2 separate regions of the Arachis hypogaea genome follow, and region 1 is linked to region 2. A link is a contact called in public Hi-C data. All regions are on one chromosome and are shown on one strand. The core of a region is the stretch at or near the end of the contact, and the rest is flanking DNA. Distances in the headings are between cores, read along the strand shown. Region 1 has its middle 6.0 kb from the start of LOC112772012. Region 2 holds the start of LOC112772695 (bidirectional sugar transporter SWEET12).

Region 1 (6,441 bases), core at 2,439-4,938, 49 kb before region 2:
ACATAAAAAAGACCTAATTATAATATTAAAAATAATATAAAAAATCTAAATAAAAAATATATAAAAATTTAATTATAAATTTAGTAAAATTATAAAGATCAATATAATAATAATTAAATCTTTAATTTATAGAAGAATGGCTGAATGGGCATAGAATATTCTCTACTAGCTAGGGTACAACATATTGCGCTTGAATGGATCATTAAAAATGATGCATTGAACTTTAGAATCAAAATAGTAGTATGTAGTGGTGTAATTGAAATTTTACTTTGCCTAGTTGCATCTTCTTGATCTGCTCATGATGATGGAACAAAATAACTTTTAAAGAAAGAGCAATTCCTCATTGCTCTCTTTATATATATCTATCAACTCTTCATGGTCAGACAAGTGGCATGAAACTTGAAATATTACATCGTTTTTTTCTATCAAATTACATGGGTTAAAAAGGCAAAACAGGAATATTCCATCTCCATTAATAATGCATATATATACTATCTTCTATATATATATATATGTCGCAACTCGCAAGGCAGAAAGCTTAGTCTCAAGTCTGAGGGTGAACGAACGGGATTTTTATTTCATTCAGAGCCTGGTCAGTAACAAAAACAAATACATTGACAGACAGAGTCACCGACCGGAATGATATTCCCCTTTTTTAAATTATAATTACTGTCGCAGGAAGCGGTGAAGAGGATTCGAAATCGAAAAAAATATCGAAAATTTCTCCTATTTTTTTTAGAATTCGAATCGAGAGAAATATATATATATATATATATATATATATATATATATATATATATATATATATATATATATATATATATATATATATATATATATATATATATCCTTCTTTCAATCGTCTTAGGACTATATGTTATGAGAAAAAGAATTTAGGACTATATATAAGATTATTTAAGATATTTCCACAAGGCTAAAATTTGTTTCATGCATAAAATGTACATTTTTTTGTAAAGAAAGAAAAAACCCTCATTATATTAGACTTTATATCTTTACTAATGTATCTTAAAATAACAGATAAAAAAGAGAAGGATGTTCACTTACAACAAAATAGCATTTTTGTGACAAATTTTTTTTCTTTAATGACAATTTTAATATTCGTTAAATTTTTTACAACAGTTATTAAAAAACCATTGTCAATTTGAACGTTATTATCATGAAATTACTCATTCCAAAAGCTTAAGCTAATAGGAGAAGACAATATTAATGGTTATATTTCTAACATTTTCTCTCAAATAAGAATCTTTTTAGATTGTTTGATTTTGGTATAGGCTTTTTTTTTCTTTATTTGTCTTATATTATTTTTTTACTTTTGGAATTCACAAATAATTAAATTCTAAACTTTTTGAACATAGAATTCTGATACCATATCATAAAACTACTTATCTTAATAATTTAAACTGATAGAAAAATACAATATTAATGATTATATCTCTAGCAATTATCAACAAATATAGTGACAATTTTGAACAACTGTTAGTACAGATAATAAAGAGAATGAAAAAAAATAGTTATACGCACACCTTAAAAATATAACTATTATATACTAGTATAATGAAAAGAGAATGATTAAATAAAAATAAGAATAATAACACAAATTTAAATTGTTTTAGATCACATTTAAAGGACGCGCTTTGTTATATACTTTATTTTGTCGTACTAATAATTTAGACCCACCTTATATAACAGTGCTTGGCAACATTTCTCCTTGCTTCCTCTTCAAATTTTTTTTTTCCATATTAAATAATTTATCACTCTAATTTCTTACCAAGATTAATAATTGCAACTCAAAAATTAAAAAATAAAGTTAATTACCTTAGTTACCAAAAAAGTTAGGTTAGCTCCTTTGGTGTTCTGAAGGGTCATGAAAGGGGTGAGTGTGGCTCCTTTTACAAAATGGTTGAATATGCCGCCTTCACTATATATATGTGATATAAATGATCATTGTTATTAGTAGTAACACACAATTTACCGCCGCTTTTTTAGCATGATTTTTATACTACAATATTAGAAAAACAAAAAAAAATGTTAGAATTTATCTTATTTAATATTTATTAATTATTGTAATAATTAATAAATATTAAATAAAATAAATTTAAATTATTTTTTATTAATTTTTTTTTATTATCAAATATTTTCATTTACCCAAGTATTAACTTTTACGCGGCTTTTATAGGCACCTTTTTTTTGGTATGGGTGAGAGACGGCTGGCAAAATATTTTGAAGTTCTTTCATATCCAAATTAAAGCAAAGATTAAACTTTTAACATTCGGATAACGGGTGATGAATTTTTTTTTTGGTAAACTACTAAATTTGTACTCGATTTTTGAAAATGTGGACAAAAATAATTATCACTTTTGATTATGATAAAAATTTAATCAAAATATTATAAATACAGCAAAAATAATTAAAAAATATTATTTTTATAAATTTCAAACGACTTTTAATAAAAAATTATAAAGAAAATTTATTTAGTATAAAATTATCAAATTTTAAGAATACAACTATCTTATTTTTCTAATAATATTTTTAAAAAAAAATCAAAATCCAATTTTTAATAATATATATTTAATGTTAGATATTTTTATCGTGTTTTAACATATTTTATAGATATTTTTATCGTTAATAAAAGTGAAAAGTATTTTTGCCAGCGTTTTAAAAGATCGGAGGTAATTTGGATGGTGTTCTTACCCTGACCCAATACAATAGCCAAGCCCAATCAAATTAAAGGCCCAATCCAAAGGGTTAACCTTCACTGATCACCTGACTTCTTCAAAAGAAGTCAGATTCAACATGAGCTGGCAAATGACACTTATTCAAATAAGTAGCTGCCTCCTAATATCTCTTATCCACTTCTAGAAAAGATATCTCAACAACCCTAAGATAAATGGACGGTTATCCGTTATCAGAAGTGGAATTACTCCAACGGTAGTTATTGGTTCACCATCTATAAATACACTGAAGCACCCAGGTTGAGCAGACGAACTCGGCAGAAACCCCTCAGATAATCAGCTTCATGAGGAGGGGACTCCACTAAACGCTGCCCAGCCGTTTTCAGCTCAGAATCGGTGGGAGGACGAGGGTGAGACAAAATTTTTCCATCAACAATGATTTTATCAGGGTGAAGAGGTGACAAGTCCAAGTCGGGAGCCAAAACTCGAACCTGCTCTTTTAACACCTCAAACACCACGTCGGTGCCTTCAGCCACAGACTCTTCCAAGTCTTGATACCCCTCCCTAAGCCGATCCTGCTCCTCCCTAAGCTCTATTTTTTCAGTAAATAAACGCACATAATTCTGCTCAACCTTCTCTTTCAAACCCTCAGCCATAGCCAGAGAGCCTGTCAACTGCTTCTCCCTCTCGCGAGACTTGGAAAGCACCTCTTTCAGCTGGTCCCTCTCCTCTGTTAACCTCTTCTCATCCTCACGGAACATGGCTAGTTGACCCTCAAGAGCCTCTAAAGAATGCTGGGTGGCGTTCAGAGGAGTATTTTCCAGTTCCTTGAGCAAAGAAGTACAAACTCTAGCAGTACGAATCCCTCCCCGGATTAAAATTTAGAGATGGTTTCTAAGGGAGGCATCATCCATAGCAATAGTGCAATGCGGTAGGATATACCTCTCACAGAACTTCACTCCGTTAAAAACAGAATCAACAATATTAGAAATACCGGACTCCAAGGTTTTCCTCTTCTTTGAAACGGGCTCCGAGGAGGGAAGAACTGGAGGGATAAGTACAAAGGGAGGAGGAGGAGGAGGAGGAGGAGGAGGAGGGGGGGTAGGAAAATCTGCCAACTTGGCCAAGCCGGAGGAGGTCGCCTCCGAATCTGGCTTCAGAGGAGAAGAAGTAGCTGATGTTCCGTCTTCCTGCAACTGAGCAACTCGGGCCCGGGCGTTTCTCTTCGCTTCCTGAACCTTTTGGTATGCTTTAGACCCGCTTTTTATTTTTTCTTCAAAAAGAAAAGACAAGAAGCAATGTCAGTAAATAAGTTGAAAAAGAGAAAGAGTCATCCACGAAACAAAAAGTAAATAACTGCCTAATTCGGTACGTACATAACTCGGAGTTCCGAGGAGGAACTTTTTTGTATCGAGATTTGGAGCCCGCCTCCAAACTTCTCGAAAGAACTCAACTACAGTCTCTTCGACCTCATCCAAATCTACCAGATGGTACTTCTCGACAGAGGCTGCCTCTACCCAGTATAAGGGGAAACGAGGCTCATCATTTTTGGTAAGAAAGAAAGGATGGTGACCCTCTACAGCTCGAACTTTGAAAAAGAAATTTTTGAAATCGTGGAAGGATTCATCAAACATTGAAAATACTTTCTGGCCTTGAATGGCATGGAAAGAGACCCATTGTTGCTTGTTTTTAGACGAAGCACTAAAAGGCTTGGTAAGATGAAAAAGAAAACAGAATATCTTCAAGGAAATCGGAAAATCAAGCTCGTGGCTAACAAGTTGATAGATCTTTATGAAACCCCAAGAGTTAAGGTGAAGTTGAGAATGAGCAACTTGGCAGTAAGAAAGAACCTCAGTTTCAAAATTAGAGAAAGGAAAAGTCACCCCAGCCTAGTGAAAAGGCAGTCATACATAAAAATAAAAGGGGGGGGGGTCTGAATCAACCATTCTACCAAAACAAACTTTGTCCTCTAAATCAGGGGCAACTAATTCATATTTGACCTCATCCTCCCCAGCATCACAAAGTCTGTGGTGTTTTCGAAATTCATCAACAAAAACACTATCTACCAAAGGAACCTCACAAAGGACAGAGGCATCTACTCATCTTAGCAGATCCTCAGGGACCCTCGAGGACATTTTTTGAACAGAAGGGCAAGACATAACGGATGATATACCTACATTACGTAAATGAAAAGAAAAAATCATCAAAACAGAATCACATGAGAAGAATTTTCTTTAGCAAAATGGGAACTGTCAATAAAATCATAAAAGAAACAACCTTTCGAGAAAATACGCAAAGTCTCTAAAGTCTCCTACCTATTACGACGGCAGAAACTACAATAAGAGGCATAATAAAGCTTGCCTAGAACTTCCTTCCCAACCCCTCAGTTCACTTAACAGAAATAAAAGAAACGCTGTAAAAAGAAAGAAGAAGGCAGTGAGAAACCAATCTTTTTTGAGAGAAGAAAGCTGACGGCGGAAAATAAGGCGAGCAAAGCACCAAGAGAACAGAAAGCAGAGCGTTGAGTCGAAGAAAAAAGGGAAGTACACTCAAAAAGAAAACAAAAAAGGAGAGAAAAAAAGAGAGGAAAAGCATTTATAAGATCTCAGGGACACAATCGTAAATTGGCCTACTCATTAAAAAGGCGCGCCGTTACCAACGTAACCGCCCCTACGTGTAAATGCAAAACCCAAACGGACGCGACGTTTGATTAGACGCGACGGTTGAGAAAATTCAAAATCACGTTGATTTTTCAACTCGAAAGGAAATACCGACTTAAACATCCCCGAGCTCAATTAATACTCAAATCCAACTCATAAATAAGAGATCAGACTCGAGTAGGGGCACCGTTCCTACCCTGTCCCAATGCAATAGCCAGACCCAATCAAGTTAAAAAGGTCCAATCCAAAGGGTTGGCCTTCACTGATCACCCGACTTCCCCAAAAGAAGTCGGATTCAACATGAGCTGGTAGATGACACTTATTCAAATAAGTAACTGCCTCCTAAAATCTCTCATCCACTTCTAGAAAAGATATCTCAACAACCCTAAGATAAAAGGGCGGTTATCCGCCATCAAAAGTGGAACTACTCCAACGGTGGTTATTGGTTCACCATCTATAAATACACTGAAACACTCAAGTAAAACTAAGTTCCAATACTCTAAACCTGCTTACCCCATTAGACATCGGAGTGTCTTTGCAGGTACCACCCCCATTCTTTCACATATACAACTCGGACGGCGACTCCCAAACGTAAAATAAGTCAGAGGCCACCTTCCTTCCACGTTTAGGCCTTCCATTTGAGCCCAATCATCCGGTTCTAGGTAAGCCACAGAACAGATGATTTACTTTTTTTTTACTCAACCAAATATTTTATTTTATTTTTTGGTATAATAACAATAATAATTCAGGTTCATATACTATTAGCAAACTCATCTAGCAAGTTGGGATAGGTTAACTTGAGCAGTCCTATTAGGAGATCAAATAATATAATTTAGCAAATAATATATATGTATATATTAAAAATTTTTAAAAAAATATATTGACAAATTATTGACTGCTTTTTTTTTTATTGTTTTCTGGTATTTAATTTATTAACTATTTTTTAAGAATTAAAAAAATAATAATTAGATTAATTTAACCAACCAATGCAACTTGTACTTTCTTATTTATTTTAGGTAATTTAACATGATAACCCTTATTAAAGTTGTTAATTAACCCACAGTAAAATGTTATAATTTCAACCCATG
Region 2 (5,794 bases), core at 1,201-3,700:
AACATAGATGAGAGAGATCATCATCATCATCATCATCATCATCATAGAGAAGAAGAAGAAGATCTTAATCATATTGAAGCTAGAGGCACCCTTAATAATTCCAAACTCTCTATACTATTCACTTCATGACTTGTTGTTATTGTTGTCATTCTTGTCCTTAACTTCTGTTTGGTTGTTTTCTTTTTGTGAAGACGAATCTTCATTCTTCTCTTCTTCTTTTTCTTCTTTTGTTTCTTTCATTTCTATGTTTTTTACTATTACTTCTATTTTCTCAATATCGCGTTTTTTCTCCTCCTTCTGCTTTTTCTTCTCGTCTTCGACGCTTTCTTCGATGTTGTTTTCAATGTCGGCAGCTTTGTGTTCTGGTAGCTTCTCATCTTGAACCGGTTTTTTATTTCGATACATTGCATAGAGAACCATTTGAACCGTTCCAAATGTTAACCCCACAATGTTCGGGAGCTGTCCATACACAAAACACATGGTTACAACATTTTTTCATGCATTTTCCATAAGGACAAATTAGTAATTACTAGAATCTAATCCAATCTCTATATAAATAATAATACAAATTAAATACATTATTTTAAAATAATTACTCACATAAAAATATTCTCATGTAAAAATTATATCTGCAGTTGTCTTCGTATGAAGTTATTAGTCGAAAATCGTTAGATCATTTGACATATTAACTAAATTATTATTTAACAGTTTTTAACTATCAACTTTAAGACAATTATACGTGAGTGTTTATTAATTTATATACACTAGCTGTTAATATTAATATAAAATTATTTTACACTCACCGTAACGTAAATGTCTTTGAGGAAGATGCCGTACAATAGCCACATGATTGCGCTAATAAAAAGAAGAAGAGAAAGAGGAAAAGGAAGGAACTCCACGCTTTTGGTTCGGATAACCGTCCTCTGAAATTGGAAACAAAAAATTAATTAATTAGTATATATTATATATAAAGTAAGATTCAATGAGAAATTCTATATTACTTTTTATATATATACTTACAATGATGCTCAAAGGTGCTGCAAAAACACTAGTGGCAAAGACAACACAAATCCATCCAAGAAGCTTGAGACGGTTTGCTCCTTTTGCTAGGATATGTGTTAATAGAACAATTGTGCAAAATCCTCCAAAGTTCAATAATAGAATCATTCTCAATGTGGACATCTACAATATCAAACAATAATGTTAGTTATATAGTTATAATAAAAGCAAAAAATTTACGTATATTTGTTTTCATATGAAGTTATAGCTAAGAATCGTTAGATAATAATTTAGCCAAACATATCAAATCATCTGACGATTCTCACTACAACAAAAACAGGTATTAGCGACGAAAAATTAACGACAAAAAAAAAACCGTCGTTATTATCTGCATCTGTTGTAATGTTTTAACTGTCATATTTATATAAAAATAACTGTACCTGAGGTTTTCACCTATAAAAACATTTTTGATTAGTTAGAAGATGTAATTACTAACCCTAACTTTCTTGGGGCAGTAAGTGATGAAAATGGCAAGGTAAATAGTCTCAATGACACAACCAAATGCATTGATTGTGATAAGAAGAGTTTCTCCGGTTTTGACATAGGCATAGAAGATCCAAAGCATTGCACTGAAGAGTGCTGCCACATATGGAATTGATTGGAATCCTTCTGTTGATTTCTTCTTGCATACTCTATAAAATGTTGGTCTGAAAAAAAAAAAAAAAAACACATGCATGTGTTCATCATCACTACTTGATTTACTAATTAATAAAAATAAATAATAATATTTATTATATTGAAAGATCATAGCTAGATATATAGATATACTTACAGTGGTGCTAGAAAGCATACAAAGGAAGCAATGTTGCCTACAATAATAATTAACAAGAAAAACTATATTAGTTCATGTTTCTATAAGGAAAAAAAATTATATAAAAATTAAAATAAATAATAATTTCACTAGAAAGAACAAGAAGAGGAAGAAGAATAAGAGGAGAATATAGTAATATACACATAATAATAATAATAATGCAAAATGATGAATTTAAACATACCTAGAATTCCAAAGGTGAAAACTAAAGGACTGTGTGGCATGGTTGAATGTTGGTTTTGGAATAATTAATTAAAATCTCTCAATTCAAAAATTCCCTTGTGTGAAGTGGGGAAGAAGAAGAAGCTACTTTGCTCTCTAAATTAAATTTCTCTGTGTCACACTCATTTCAAAGAGAATAGAATCCCCTATATATAGGGTGCTTGGAAGGGTATGTGTATGTAGTAGATTATTTATTTTTTTAAAAAAAAATAATTATTAATTAGTACAATTTTGCATGGACATTATGATTTTATTAAAAGTATGAATGAATCATGTATGTATGGTTGCTTTAGAAGGCATATAGGCTTTGAGGGCCACACAAAATAAACCATGCAATACCAAATAAAATTGCCAGCTCAACACTTAATGTAGTTGCAATGTTGTTCTAATAATAATAATAATAATAATAATAATAATAATAATAATAATAAATTAATAATTAATGGTATTGGGCCACACACAACACTTACACACACACATACACATATACACTCTTTTACTTAACCACGCGTTACGTACCCAAAATGCTTTCTTCTCCTTTCTTTTCTTTTCTTTTCTTTTCTTTCCCTTACCCAAACACATTTATATATCGAGTTTAATTTTAATGCACTAACTAACGGTTTAAAATACTTTTTACAGTTACATAATAATATTCGATTTTTTAGATAATTATTTATATAATTTGATAATTATTTTTATTGATATAATATTATATAATTAGATATATGTATAAAATTATTTTATACCGTATCAAAATTAAATTCTTTATATATATATATTCCTTAATCACGTGACACATTTGTTTGCACTCATTCCATAATAACCTTACTACTACAAATAGATGTTTTTGTTGAGTGCCCAAAATTTTTTATGTTCTCTATATAATTTACTTGCTAATTTAGATGCTTAGTTTGTTGGTTAATAAATTAATTAAAAGCCAAGGGTTATTTTGTGTGTGCACACTTCTTTGAGTTGTAGAGAATGTTTTCATTTAAAGCAAATTACAATTGGTATGGAATTTAGGATTGTTACGTTTTTGTCTTAGATGAGTGTTTGTATTCAATTGGTTATTTTTCAAGAATTTTACCTTTTAATCTTTTGGTATCGATCTTATGATTTTCATCTCTTTCATACTATGATTGGTAAAGTACAAGTCACATTCATAGACTTTCATTTTTTTTTTTTTTTGCATTACATAGAAATTATCTTCATTTAATACTATTTTTATTTATAAAGGTTATATAATTCCAAAAAACTATTAGAAAATAATAATAACAAAAAAACCCTAAATTCTAAACAGATTTTATTATTGTTTAATTTACCCTATATCCTCAAATCTTTAATCAAATTTTGATGAAAAATTAAATGTTTATAATAAGTTTAAATGAATATTGTTATTTTTGTCACAAAATTACTTCTTTCCAAAATTTTAACTGATAAAAAAAAGTTAAATTACACAGTTGGTCCCTACACTTTTAGTAAAATTGCAAATTGATCCTTACACTTTAAAAGTTTGTAATTGAGTCCCTAAAAAGAATTAAAATTTGTAATTTAGTCTCCGCCGGTTAAAAAGTGTTGATTTAACAGAATATTCTCAGAATATACTGAGAATATTCTGTTAAAATAGAGACTATACTGAGAATATTCTGTTAAATCAAACACTTTTTGAATGATGGAGACTAAATTACAAATTTTAATTCTCTTTAAGAATCCAATTACAAACTTTTAAAGTGTAGAGACCAACTGTGTAATTTAATAAAAAAAATATATAAATAGTTATATATCTAATAGTTCTATTATATAAAAAAAGTTGTCCTACATGTCATGTCATTGCAACTATTATTTTTAATAAGGGCATATATAAAATAGATAAATAAATAATAATTATTATTACAAATTCACTTCACGTAATCTCTTTAGATTTGTGTGATTTTTTGCATAAATTTTATTCTTTTTATTGGCATTATGCCAATTTTTTTTTTAAATTAATAAAAATTGAACTTTATACCTTTAGGTATAAGAGATTTAAAAAATTTAAATTGATAGGTGGATGTAAAAGACTTCTAAGTGCTAATAACACCAGGTTACTAAAGTGTTTTAATAATTAATTTTTTTATAACCTTTTAATAATATTTTTTATTTTTTATTATTAGGGTTAAAATATATAGTGAAAACTTAGGTGCAGTCGACTTCACGTGAAGTTGATAGCTGAGAGCCGTTAGATGAAAATTTAGTCAAATCAGTTAAATTATCTCTCATCTATCAACTTCACGTAAAGTCGACTGCACCTGAGTTTCCACCAAAAATATATATGTTGTAGTGATACTATCATGATACTACAAATCGAACTAAATCTGAACTTCCATTCCTTCTTTTTCTTGAATATCTCCCCTTCTTGATTCTTATAATGGTAAATGATTTCACTTTTGCTTATAATATATGTTGCTTGTGATTCATGGAATCCGATCCTCATCATTTTAATGTATATTTGGTAGTACTTCAATGTACAACTTCCCTTGCCAAATCACTCCCACTATTAATCAAAAAACAAAATCTATTAATTAGGTCACCAAAATTTTCTTGTCACACAAGAAAACAAACCACGTGTAAAACTAAGATATCTTCATGCACTATTGCTTTATACCTTATTACAAATTAGTATTTCTTTTATATAAGGAGCAAACTTTTAATTAAGTAATATTAATTAATTAATTAATTTTTAAAATTTTATTTTTTAAATAATTTAAAATTTAAGATTTAAATTTAGAATTTAAGATAAAAATTATTTCAAAAATTAACTAATATTGCTTTATACATTATAAATTAGTATCTTCTTTATATAAGGAATAATCAACTTTTAATTAAGTAATATTAAATAAATTTTTATTATAAAATTAATTATTTTTTTCAGGATTTAAAATTTATACTTAGAATTTAAAGTTTAAAAATTAGAATTTAAATGAATAAAATAGTCATTTCAAAAATTAACTAATATTGACCAAAAAAAAGTTAGCTCTCTAATTCAAATATATATATATATATATATATATATATATACCGAGTTAAAGTTCAATAAATTTATTCTATTTATAAAATGGGTAAAGTATATTTTTTATCTTTAAAGTTTGGTAAAAGTTTTAAAAATACCTCTAAATTTTATTTTATTTCAATTTTGTCCTAAAATTTTTCGATTTGCATCAAATATACTCTTGACGGCTAAATTTTCAAAAAATTTAAGACCAATCTAACAATAAGGCATGAAAATTATACTTAATTTGCTTGTGTTGAGGTTGTTCTTATGAAATTATTGTTGAATCTGTCTTAAATTTTTTGAAAAATTAGCCGTTGAGGGTATATTTGATGCAAATCGAAAACTTTTAAGATAAAATTGTAACAAAATAAAATTTAGGGGTATTTTTAAAATTTTTATTAAACTCCGAGGACAAAAAGTATAATTTACCCTTATAAAATTCTTAAAGTGATAATTTTTTTTTTTATAGAATTTAAATCCGAAAACATTTGATGAAAAAAATAAAAATACTTACCATCTTAATTAATTACACCGTTCATTAATACTTACCATTAATGGTGTATGATTCACATAATATAATATATGTATTTAGATCGAACCGTATTGTGTTAATGCGATCTATCTAATAGCTTTTTGATGCCCACGCGTGAACAGTGGAATTCAAAGTCCTC

What was found. A called contact is a pair of places that touch in the nucleus more often than the background predicts.
Region 1: a contact with region 2 is called in a Hi-C map of leaf, with 2.5 times the contacts expected there. The contact joins the enhancer-like site here to the promoter of LOC112772695 in region 2. A contact is called at or near these places in 2 of 8 Hi-C or Micro-C datasets (both in leaf).

Annotation. Positions count from the first base shown.
Region 1 is chr18:134,160,143-134,166,583 of arahy.Tifrunner.gnm2.J5K5, reverse strand. No RefSeq gene overlaps it. Among protein-coding and RNA genes, the nearest start is that of LOC112772012, 6.0 kb to the left of the region's middle. Within about 2 kb of position 3,688, at least 1 of the 3 cell types and tissues checked has open chromatin away from gene starts, as enhancers often do.
Region 2 is chr18:134,110,590-134,116,383 of arahy.Tifrunner.gnm2.J5K5, reverse strand. It overlaps LOC112772695 (bidirectional sugar transporter SWEET12), which reads right to left and starts at 2,450. Exons shown (of 6, transcript XM_025817672.2): 1 at 2,055-2,450; 2 at 1,832-1,868; 3 at 1,496-1,706; 4 at 1,021-1,182; 5 at 804-923; 6 at 1-459. The coding sequence starts at 2,094. The coding sequence ends at 124.